3 separate regions of the Zea mays genome follow, and all the other regions are linked to region 3. Evidence: chromatin contacts called from public Hi-C data. All regions are on one chromosome and are shown on one strand. Each heading gives the region's core, a stretch centred on a gene start, on an enhancer-like site or on the middle of the called end of the contact. The rest is flanking DNA. Distances are from core to core; before and after follow the strand shown.

Region 1 (2,959 bases), core at 452-2,951, 180 kb after region 3:
AAAACCTTTGGTGTAACAGGAAAAATCGGAAGCTTATATGTCCTGTTTGTTTCAGCTTTTTCCAGATTCTAGTCATCAAAATCTGCTGCAGATTGTTAACATATAGGATTTTGAATCACTTTAATCAAAACTATCCAAAATCAACGTAAACACAGATCAGTCGAGTCGTTATGATAGTGGAAACTGTCACTTTCTATACTCTAAACCTTGTAGATTCTTTTATGTTTCTCCGTACGTAACAGATTCTTCCAACAGAAAAGCTCTTCCGAAATAAAAATAAAACCAAACATACCTATGTTGATTGATTTGCTGTAAATTGCAGGTGGCAGCATAATCGAAGCCGAGAAATGCAATTGGCGCCATCGCACTATTACTCTGCAGTTCTTCCAGCATGTGCTTAATTTTTCTCGAAGAAAAACTTGAACTGTCACCGTCACCACCAGTCCACCACCACCACCACTGAATATTTGGTAGCAAATGCGTCAACGATTCAGCTGAAAATTTTTAGCCCTTGTATAGAAAACCCAATTTTCTTTTAAAAAAATTGTATCGATGTGTGTTGGGTTTAGTACCATCAGTCCATGAGGACGTCGTCTGCCAATCATTTTTGTCCCGCACAATTATCATGCCTTAGCTGTCCTCACAATATCCTTCTTTTTTTAGACCGGATTATACTCCGTGTGCTGTTTAGTCGTTCTATTTTACAAAACTGCTGATTCTTTTTCGCCTGGAAATTCATTTGAGTGCCGCGTTCCTTGGACTATTATTTTTGCATGTGCCTGTGACTTCGTGCAGATCATTGCCAGGAAAACTGGATGTTAAGCCGTTCCGGTTGGTGTGCAAGAGAAAGTACACCGCGTGATCACCAAATGGCGGTAACTCTATCTATGCGTTGGTTGCCTGGAATAATAGTGGCCAGCTAATGATAATCCATTCCCCAGTGGAATGCAGATGTCGATTGGATGATTGGCCTTCGGCCAGCCAGGAAAAATACACTGTGCTCGTCATGCTACTCAAGGGGACCTGAGGCGTTCGGATCAGGGGGCGTGTGGTGGTTCTGAAGATTGAAATTAAGGAGCAGTCTGCAGTCGTGTGATCAAGAACGATTTGCTTTTTTTTTTTACCATTTCAATTTTCAAGGTATCTAGACTAATCTTCTTGAGTCAGCATAAGACGAGAATAAAATACAGTCTTAAATAAAACCTAGTCGGCAGTATGCAGGTCTGAAACTTTCTCCCAGAGCAATGCGTCATTGGATTGTCGTGCATGTTTGTTTGACTGTTTATTTTGAAATGGAAAACAAGTTCGGCCTGTTTCCACATAGGATGCCAAAAAGCCATGACTACGGTCTACGGCAGCAGTACAGAACAGGGAAGAAGGCGACGAGACCCAGGGCGGTCAAAACGCCAGAGATAGAAGCCATCGCCGACGTCGAATCCCGGCCGGCGGTCTGTTTCCTCCTCCTCCTGCTGCTGCTGACTGCCCGCCTCGCGCCGCGCATAGAATCCCTCGCTCTGCCTCGCCCTCGGCCTCGGCATCGCCACTCGCTTTCACGCTCCATCATCACCAATGGCTCGATGCCAAAACCGCAATTAAAAATTTCGGCTTGGGCGTATCCGTCAATACACCGAGAGGAGGAAGCCTGCCCACTACCGCGTATCTCTCTCCTCCCTGGCTCTCATCCCCCCACCGAGTCGTCGCCCCCTCGCTTTCACCCCACGCGGAAGCAAGAATTCGTCGTCAAATTCCCAGCTTGCGCGTGTTTCTGTGGATTTCTTCCCGCTTCCCTGCTCCTGCCTCCTATGGGCCTTTGATCCGGGGCTTCGTGGATCTTGGGAAGAGGAGGTGCGGTGGGCGCCTCGGCGGCGATCTGGCGGGGAGGATATGGCCAGCGGGAAGGAGCCGATCGAGGTCAGGTTTCGTCTCTTCGACGGCACGGATATCGGGCCTACGAAGTACGATCCCTCCACCACGGTCTCCTCGCTCAAGGAGTTCATCCTCGCTCGGTGGCCGCAAGGTGAGGCACTGATGAGGCTTGTTGATTTGGTAGCGTACACGCCTGTGCCGTCCCGATCTGCTGACAAGCTACGGACGCTTTTGTAATTTAGGTGCAGGGGTATTCCCCGTGTCACGAGTTTCTTGGATCATGTATTGCTAATTGCTTCTTTTGCGCTTTGTGCTCATGTCTCACGAGTGCGAGTCTTTCTCCTACCTCATGTTATTTTGCTTGTGGCGAATGGCTGCTCGTGGTATCCTTGATTTGCTTTTGTTTTCTGGATGCATGGACAGTTGAGTAGTGGGAAACTATGCTTCAATTTTCTTTTTCAGCCTAGTCCTAGAGCTGGCTATGCTTATTCAATTAGTATTAGCTTCAGCATTATGCTTCTAGTGGCTATGCCATATTCACTGATTAGGGCCTGTTTGGATGCTTCAACTATCCCTCCTTAACATACTCACTAAAAGATTCTCTCCTCTATATCTCATTCTTATCCAACATCTTCTATATCTCATCCTCCACAAATTAAATACACACATTAAAGACATATTTTATTCTAGATTTTTTACGTACCTATTTATTATACCCTTAAATAGATAGATGAGAAGAGATGAGAGTCTCTCTATATATAGAGAGGATGGAAGAGGACACCGGTGAAGCATATAGAGGAGGAAATCTTCTCTAGGGGACGCTCTACAGACTCCCGCTGGAGTCAGTCTAAGCTAGGGCTAGTTACTTGTTGGGCTAAAAACTGTCTAACTAGTTAATCAACAGCTAGTTGGAAATTTGGCTAAAAATTTAACTCAACTATTAGCTCTCCTGTTTGGATGCACAAGAGCTAACTTTTAGCTAGCTAGTAGTTAGCTAGCTTCGTTAGTATCCTATGATTGCATATTGGTTTTTTAGCTTAAAAGAAGTAACCTGTAACTGGCTATGCCATATTCTATTTTCTTTTTGGTGTAT
Region 2 (2,700 bases), core at 162-2,661, 160 kb after region 3:
GTGCAGCCGTTGAGGAAGAAGATTCGAATGGGGTGGAAAACTGTGTTTCTTACAAGAGACCTTGGATGTTGTTCTTTCGGTTTAGCAATGTGTGAACAGCTTGTCATTTAAGCAGCTTTGTCAATGACCATTGTCAAAATGTGCAATGTTGTTTGAGGACAGGGAGCATTTTGCAAATTAATTAGTCCACCGTCGGATGGTCATCTGAGGGACGACACAGACTGTTTGCACGATTGCACTTAAGTGCTGATTTCATATTAGTTGGCGCCAAAAATCATTTCTTTTGTTGTGATTACGTACTACGGTATCTACACATTATCTATACCGTAGAGGTAAGCTCAATGTAAAAATGGAGATTAATGGTTTGATTTACCATGTTCCAACAGGCAACCATATATATAGAGAGGCGCGGCCATGGAACTCACGTTGAAGATTTGTAGCTGCTCTCTTCAGTTTCAGTCTTCACCATTCGCCAAACTATAGCATGCTTTTATATAACACTTATTTACATGGCGCTACACACACACACACACGAAACTACAAAACTTCTCCTCCCCTGCCAATCCGAACATGGCGTTCAATGCACCATCCTCAGGCTGGGCATCTGGTGGAGCGAGCTGCTGCAACGAAGCATCCCACGGACCCGCGTCGGAGGCACCGCCGGCTGCGCCTCCGCCGCGGGCGTTGCCACCACGTCCTCTACGTCGCGCACGCCCTCTCCTGCGGCCGGCGTGGTGGCCGTGTCGCCGTCGTCCGCCCGTGCAGCATTAATCCTGATGCCATCCTCCCGAGCGGCGGCCATCAAATCCCGAAGCGGCGGCGGCGGCGGCGGCATCACCGGAGAACTGCCCACGTTCTCGACGCGGCGGTCGCGGCGGGCGCGGATACACTCCGGCCGCACGACGGGCACTATCCGGATGACGAGCCTCCCGTCGTCGGTGCGCGTCCGCCTGAGCGCGCCGCGGGCGACAAGCGACGGGATGGGCGGGGGCAGCCGGCGCCTGGGGCGGCGCCGCCCGTACGATACCCAGAATCCATCCAACTCGTCTTCCTCTTCCGCACACGCCTCGTCCCTCACCTTTGCTTCCATGTTGTCATTCTCCCCTTCCTCCTCCTTTGCTGTCCCGACGTCCTCGTCGTGGCCAAGGTAGATCCCGTCGTCGCGTCTCTCTTTGACGTCCTCACGATGGCCGCACCCGCAGCCGTGCGCGGCGACGGCCGCCCGCGTCACGACGCACCCTGCGCGGGTGCCGCCAGCGGCGTCGGGCAGGGCGAGAAGGGAGCGGAGGCCGGAGATCGGGGCGCTGAATTTCTCGGCGGGGTGGGGCGCGAACAGCAGCATGGTCGGGCGGATCGGATACTAATAAAATCTGGTCGGATGATATCCGGTGGATGGATGGATATATAGCTCGCCTAAGTCGATCGGCCGGGCGGGCGGGCGAGGAGAAGAAGAGCCCTTGTCGAGCGCGTGGTGTTCCGAGGAGGTGGGAGGGGAGATCGGCGAGCGTTTTTATACGTGGCGTGGGCCGGGTCGCGAGCGACGTCGCGGTCGCTCTTCTATCTATCTCCGGGAAGTCAGGAAGCCGAGGGCGCCCGAGCGTTCGTGACGAGACGCCTCGCCGGGCGCTTTGGCAAAACGCCCGTGCGCCCGGCCAATTAATAGCCCGCCGTCCCTCTCCCTCCGTCGTTTCGCACCTGCCCTCAACGATCGGACGGACCATGTTGCGCAGGATGGATCGCTATGGAACGGATAAACGCCATGCCATCATCGGTTGTGGCAGCAACCGTTGGGTCGGATGGCTCCATGAGCTGCAGCCTGGAATCGCTGCCCTCCGTTAGGTTTTGTTTGAGTAATCTAGTATTAATCTCAATCAACATATGTTGAGGTGGCAGGATACGGTGAGTCGGTGCTGTTGATCCGCCCGCGAGGCCGGTGTCCATCTGAAATGAAAAAGGTTTGATCGACCCGCTTCATCCGCCACCAAAGTCCGGCCTCGTCGATGAACAAGACTGCAGCTTTGGATACTGAAACCGTGAAACGCGCACAGTGCAGAGTTAGGCTCTGAATGAGAGGGGGCTCGTGATAGGCGGCTGGGTCACGGGCCACGAGTCAACCAACGGCCGGGGTCGCGCCAGGTGCGCTGAGTCTGATCGCCTGCCTGCTTGCAGAGAAGAGAACAACCGGAGCTCGTTTTTAGTATATCCCGGATTACAGTGCAGAGTTTTGCACATTTTAGAAAACAAATATCCCTCACTCACTACTTACTGAATTCTTGCCACATCAACAGTTTCTTATGTTATATATATCATTTAATGAAGATAAAATTCTGATGCTATCTCCATTTGGAAATAACTTATATCACACTAAGTTATTGTCGTTGTGGTCCTTTTTTTTAGTTAATAAATTTTTGATAAATACCTAAGATTTCTAAACCACAAAAGGTGTTTATAAGCTTAGAAAAATTCGATAAAAATCCTATAGATAGATTGAGACACGATAACTCCAAACAAAATATTTAAAAGCTCCTAAAAGCATATTTAGAAGTTTTTTTTTTAAAATAGATTTAGTTCCAACAAAATACCCCCCAAACCAAGGTAAACTCCCAAAAATCACTATAATTAATGTCTAAACAATGTTTTAAAAAACATTTCACGCCAAAAATATGTTCATGGTTAATGTATTAATGCTGGTTGTGTCTT
Region 3 (2,918 bases), core at 335-2,834:
TCCGCGTGACAGCACAATGCGAGCGAAACCAGGCAGATGCGACGCAAACAGAACCCGGGTCTCTCTTTTTCCTTTTTTTTCTTTTTCTTTTGTTTCGACATAGAATAGAACGCCATGTTTCCAGAGTTACATGCATCAATCACCTGATAATAAAATCACTGACGCATTCATCACTGCCGGAACCCAGAGCCAGAGCTGTACTATGCACAGACGCTCTGGCATGGCAGAAACTACCGGGCCGATCGATCCATCCGGCGTCGCTGCACTGCACCTCCAAGGCCACCCCGGCTAGGCGGCGGCCACGGTCTCCCCGCCGCTGCCGGACTGGTCGGAGCCGCTGGCGCCGGACACGGACGGGGCCTCCTTGATGGAGGTCAGTGAGCAGCAGGTCTTCTCCATGCGCTCGTCGTACTCGATCCGCTTCTCCCGGCACTCCTGGCTGCAGAACGCCACCTCGCCCCTGCACGACGCGGACAACAGGATCCAACTATCATGTCATTTGCACCATCTTTTTAACAAATCTTAACCTTCTACTCCATGATCCAAGGGGGGATTTTTTTAAAAAAAACCCTGCGGTAGATTTGGGATTGTGACAGCTGATTAAAGAACTGATGGGTTGGATTGGATGGTTCCAGGTGGCGATGCTTACATATCACAATCAACCAACAACTCATATGATTGGTCACCTAGTATAGTATGTCTACTTGGAGTAGAGTGATGTACTCGCTAGTGTAAAATATGCGCACCTACATGATGCATCGAACTAGTAGTTATTCGCGACAGAAGAATTGACAGGGCGGCGGAAGGAAGATTCGTATCAAATATTCCTCCCAGTAAAATAAATAAAACAGGGGGGGAATTAGATTCACACAATCCCCCGGTACGAAGTCACGAACTAGCTAGAACGAACGTGTCGAGTGGTGATGGAATGGATCGGATGGCAATTAATTAATTAATTCGCAAAAGGAATCGAAGGACTTGGACACGGAGCACAGTAATCCGATAGACCGGAAGAGATCGCAATAATCCCCCCCAACTCTAGAGTGGAAAAGTTGCAGTCCCACGTAAAAGCAGCGTGAAAAGACGGACGGACGGATTGGAGCAACCTGTAGATGAAGGTGTCGTGGCCGGGCCCGAGGCGGCGGCTGCATCGGCCGCACGCCTTCAAGAAGGCCGCCGTCTCCACCGCGGCGAATGAGCCGCCGTAGTAGTAACAGTAACCCACCGGCATGGCGCCAGCGGCTCCCGTCCCAGTGCCGGCAGCCGGCAGCGAGGCGGCGCGCCGCTCCTGGCGCCCCTGCTTCGCCGCCGACGGCACCGTCACCATGCTGGGCGTCCGCGGCAGCGCCCTGCTCCTCGGCCGCTTCCCCAGCGCCGTACCGGACTCGATTCGCTCGGCGGGCTCCATACCCCCCTCTTCTCCTGTACGCGGCCCTCCGCGCGCTGTGGTTCGAGATGGGCGAGATTTGGAGAGGTGGTGGCGGAGGGGCGAGGGAGACTGGTGGGTGCGGCCGTGCGGGGGAGGAGGGGTTTTGCGGAGGAGCGGCGCATAAAAAGGAGGCGGAGCGGAGCTGCGGAGCAGAGCAACGCATGGGATCTGGGATCTGGTCTGGACCGACCGATTTGTTGCCCCAGAAAGAATCTCTTGGATGCTTCCATCTGGCGCGCGAAATGGTCCGCCGTCTGTGACTTTTAACCCGCGGTTTACGGCTTCCGGCTGTAAATTCTGCTGTTTACACCTGTGCTGTGCTGTGTCGGGCGCCAGTTGTGGGCAATGTGCATCTGACAGTGGCAGCAGCTGCGCAAATACTTTTGTATCACTGCGCTGCGTATGTTGCAAGGCCTGCTTTTTTTATCATAAATAAACATATTGGACACGGGATAGGACAACAGGGGACTATCGATTGCTATGATACAGTTTGGGACCATCCAATCGAAGTAGGAAAGAATTCAGGTGCCGTTTGGTTCACATATTTGTAACGTAATGGGTAACGGATAACGTTAAATCATGTTTGTTTTAGTCCAACCGTAATCAGATACCACACTAAAATTTGATACCAGCCTATTCAAATTTGTTACCGCCAGTAATCGAGCCGAAACCATTACCATTACCATTTGCGTTACATTTTTTGAACCAAACAGCACCTCAGATAGGATTTTTATATAGGGTGTGCCACAACAAAATTAAAATGACGATCTCTATCTTCAATTTTCCTATTTGGGAATTTATGTGCAAATGGTTGAAATGGATCTCTAATAATAATAATATATGCTCTTCGAATTGCATCATGATCATTAGCATGGTAGTTTGCAATATGTTGCCTTCACTTGGATCATGTGGAAGACGGCTGGCATCATAAAGTGTTGGCGGTGGTGGTGCAGATACCATTGGATTCACAATAATTTCTTCATTTATTCTCTCTTCCTCTTGTTTTTTAGTGTCGACACAATAAACTTATGTTTCTTAGCAGCATGATTGAAAAAAAGGCAATATCTTCCTGCTTCTTCATATTTTAGTCACTAGTGAATCAGCCGAGAGGCGCGATGTACTTGCGCACACCTGTACGCGGGGAAGGGCACCTCCGCGCGAGCGTTAGTGAGCGCAGGCAGTAGGCGTTGCATGCAAGCCTTGCAGGATGCCGTTGCAAGATGTAGTTGCTTGAAGTCTTGAAGACCGAGCAAGATGCGTTGCAGACTTGCAACCTTTGCAGGACCGGAGGGGTGAAGGCTTTGGAGCCGACTGAGCAGGATGCTGGTGGCCATACGCCAGCCGCCAGGAACTGAGGAACAACCGCGCACAGTGCACTCGCCAGGAACTGGGAACAGGAAGCCCATTAGCCGAACGCTCGGGAGGGAACGTCGGGCGTCAGCTGAACAGGCGAACCAGGTGGCCGGGTGGGGTCCCTGGTGGGCCTGGC

What was found. Hi-C and Micro-C count contacts between places; a contact is called where the count stands out from the background.
Region 1: a Hi-C map of endosperm shows a contact between it and region 3, with 3 times the contacts expected there. The contact joins the promoter of LOC100193576 here to the promoter of LOC100274617 in region 3. A contact is called at or near these places in 3 of 25 Hi-C or Micro-C datasets (ear, endosperm and tassel).
Region 2: a contact with region 3 is called in a Hi-C map of leaf, with 5 times the contacts expected there. The contact joins the enhancer-like site here to the promoter of LOC100274617 in region 3. A contact is called at or near these places in 3 of 25 Hi-C or Micro-C datasets (endosperm, leaf and tassel).

What each region holds. Positions count from the first base shown.
Region 1 is chr4:186,358,798-186,361,756 of Zm-B73-REFERENCE-NAM-5.0, forward strand. LOC100193576 reads left to right here and starts at 1,702. Exons shown (of 2, transcript NM_001138684.1): 1 at 1,702-2,017. The coding sequence starts at 1,885.
Region 2 is chr4:186,340,835-186,343,534 of Zm-B73-REFERENCE-NAM-5.0, forward strand. No RefSeq gene overlaps it. Among protein-coding and RNA genes, the nearest start is that of LOC100193576, 18 kb to the right of the region's middle. Within about 2 kb of position 1,412, at least 6 of the 20 cell types and tissues checked have an H3K27ac peak or open chromatin away from gene starts, as enhancers often do. A contact at or near this core is called in endosperm and leaf, where this site is marked.
Region 3 is chr4:186,181,001-186,183,918 of Zm-B73-REFERENCE-NAM-5.0, forward strand. LOC100274617 reads right to left here and starts at 1,585. Exons shown (of 2, transcript NM_001148961.2): 1 at 1,107-1,585; 2 at 87-460. The coding sequence starts at 1,408. The coding sequence ends at 289.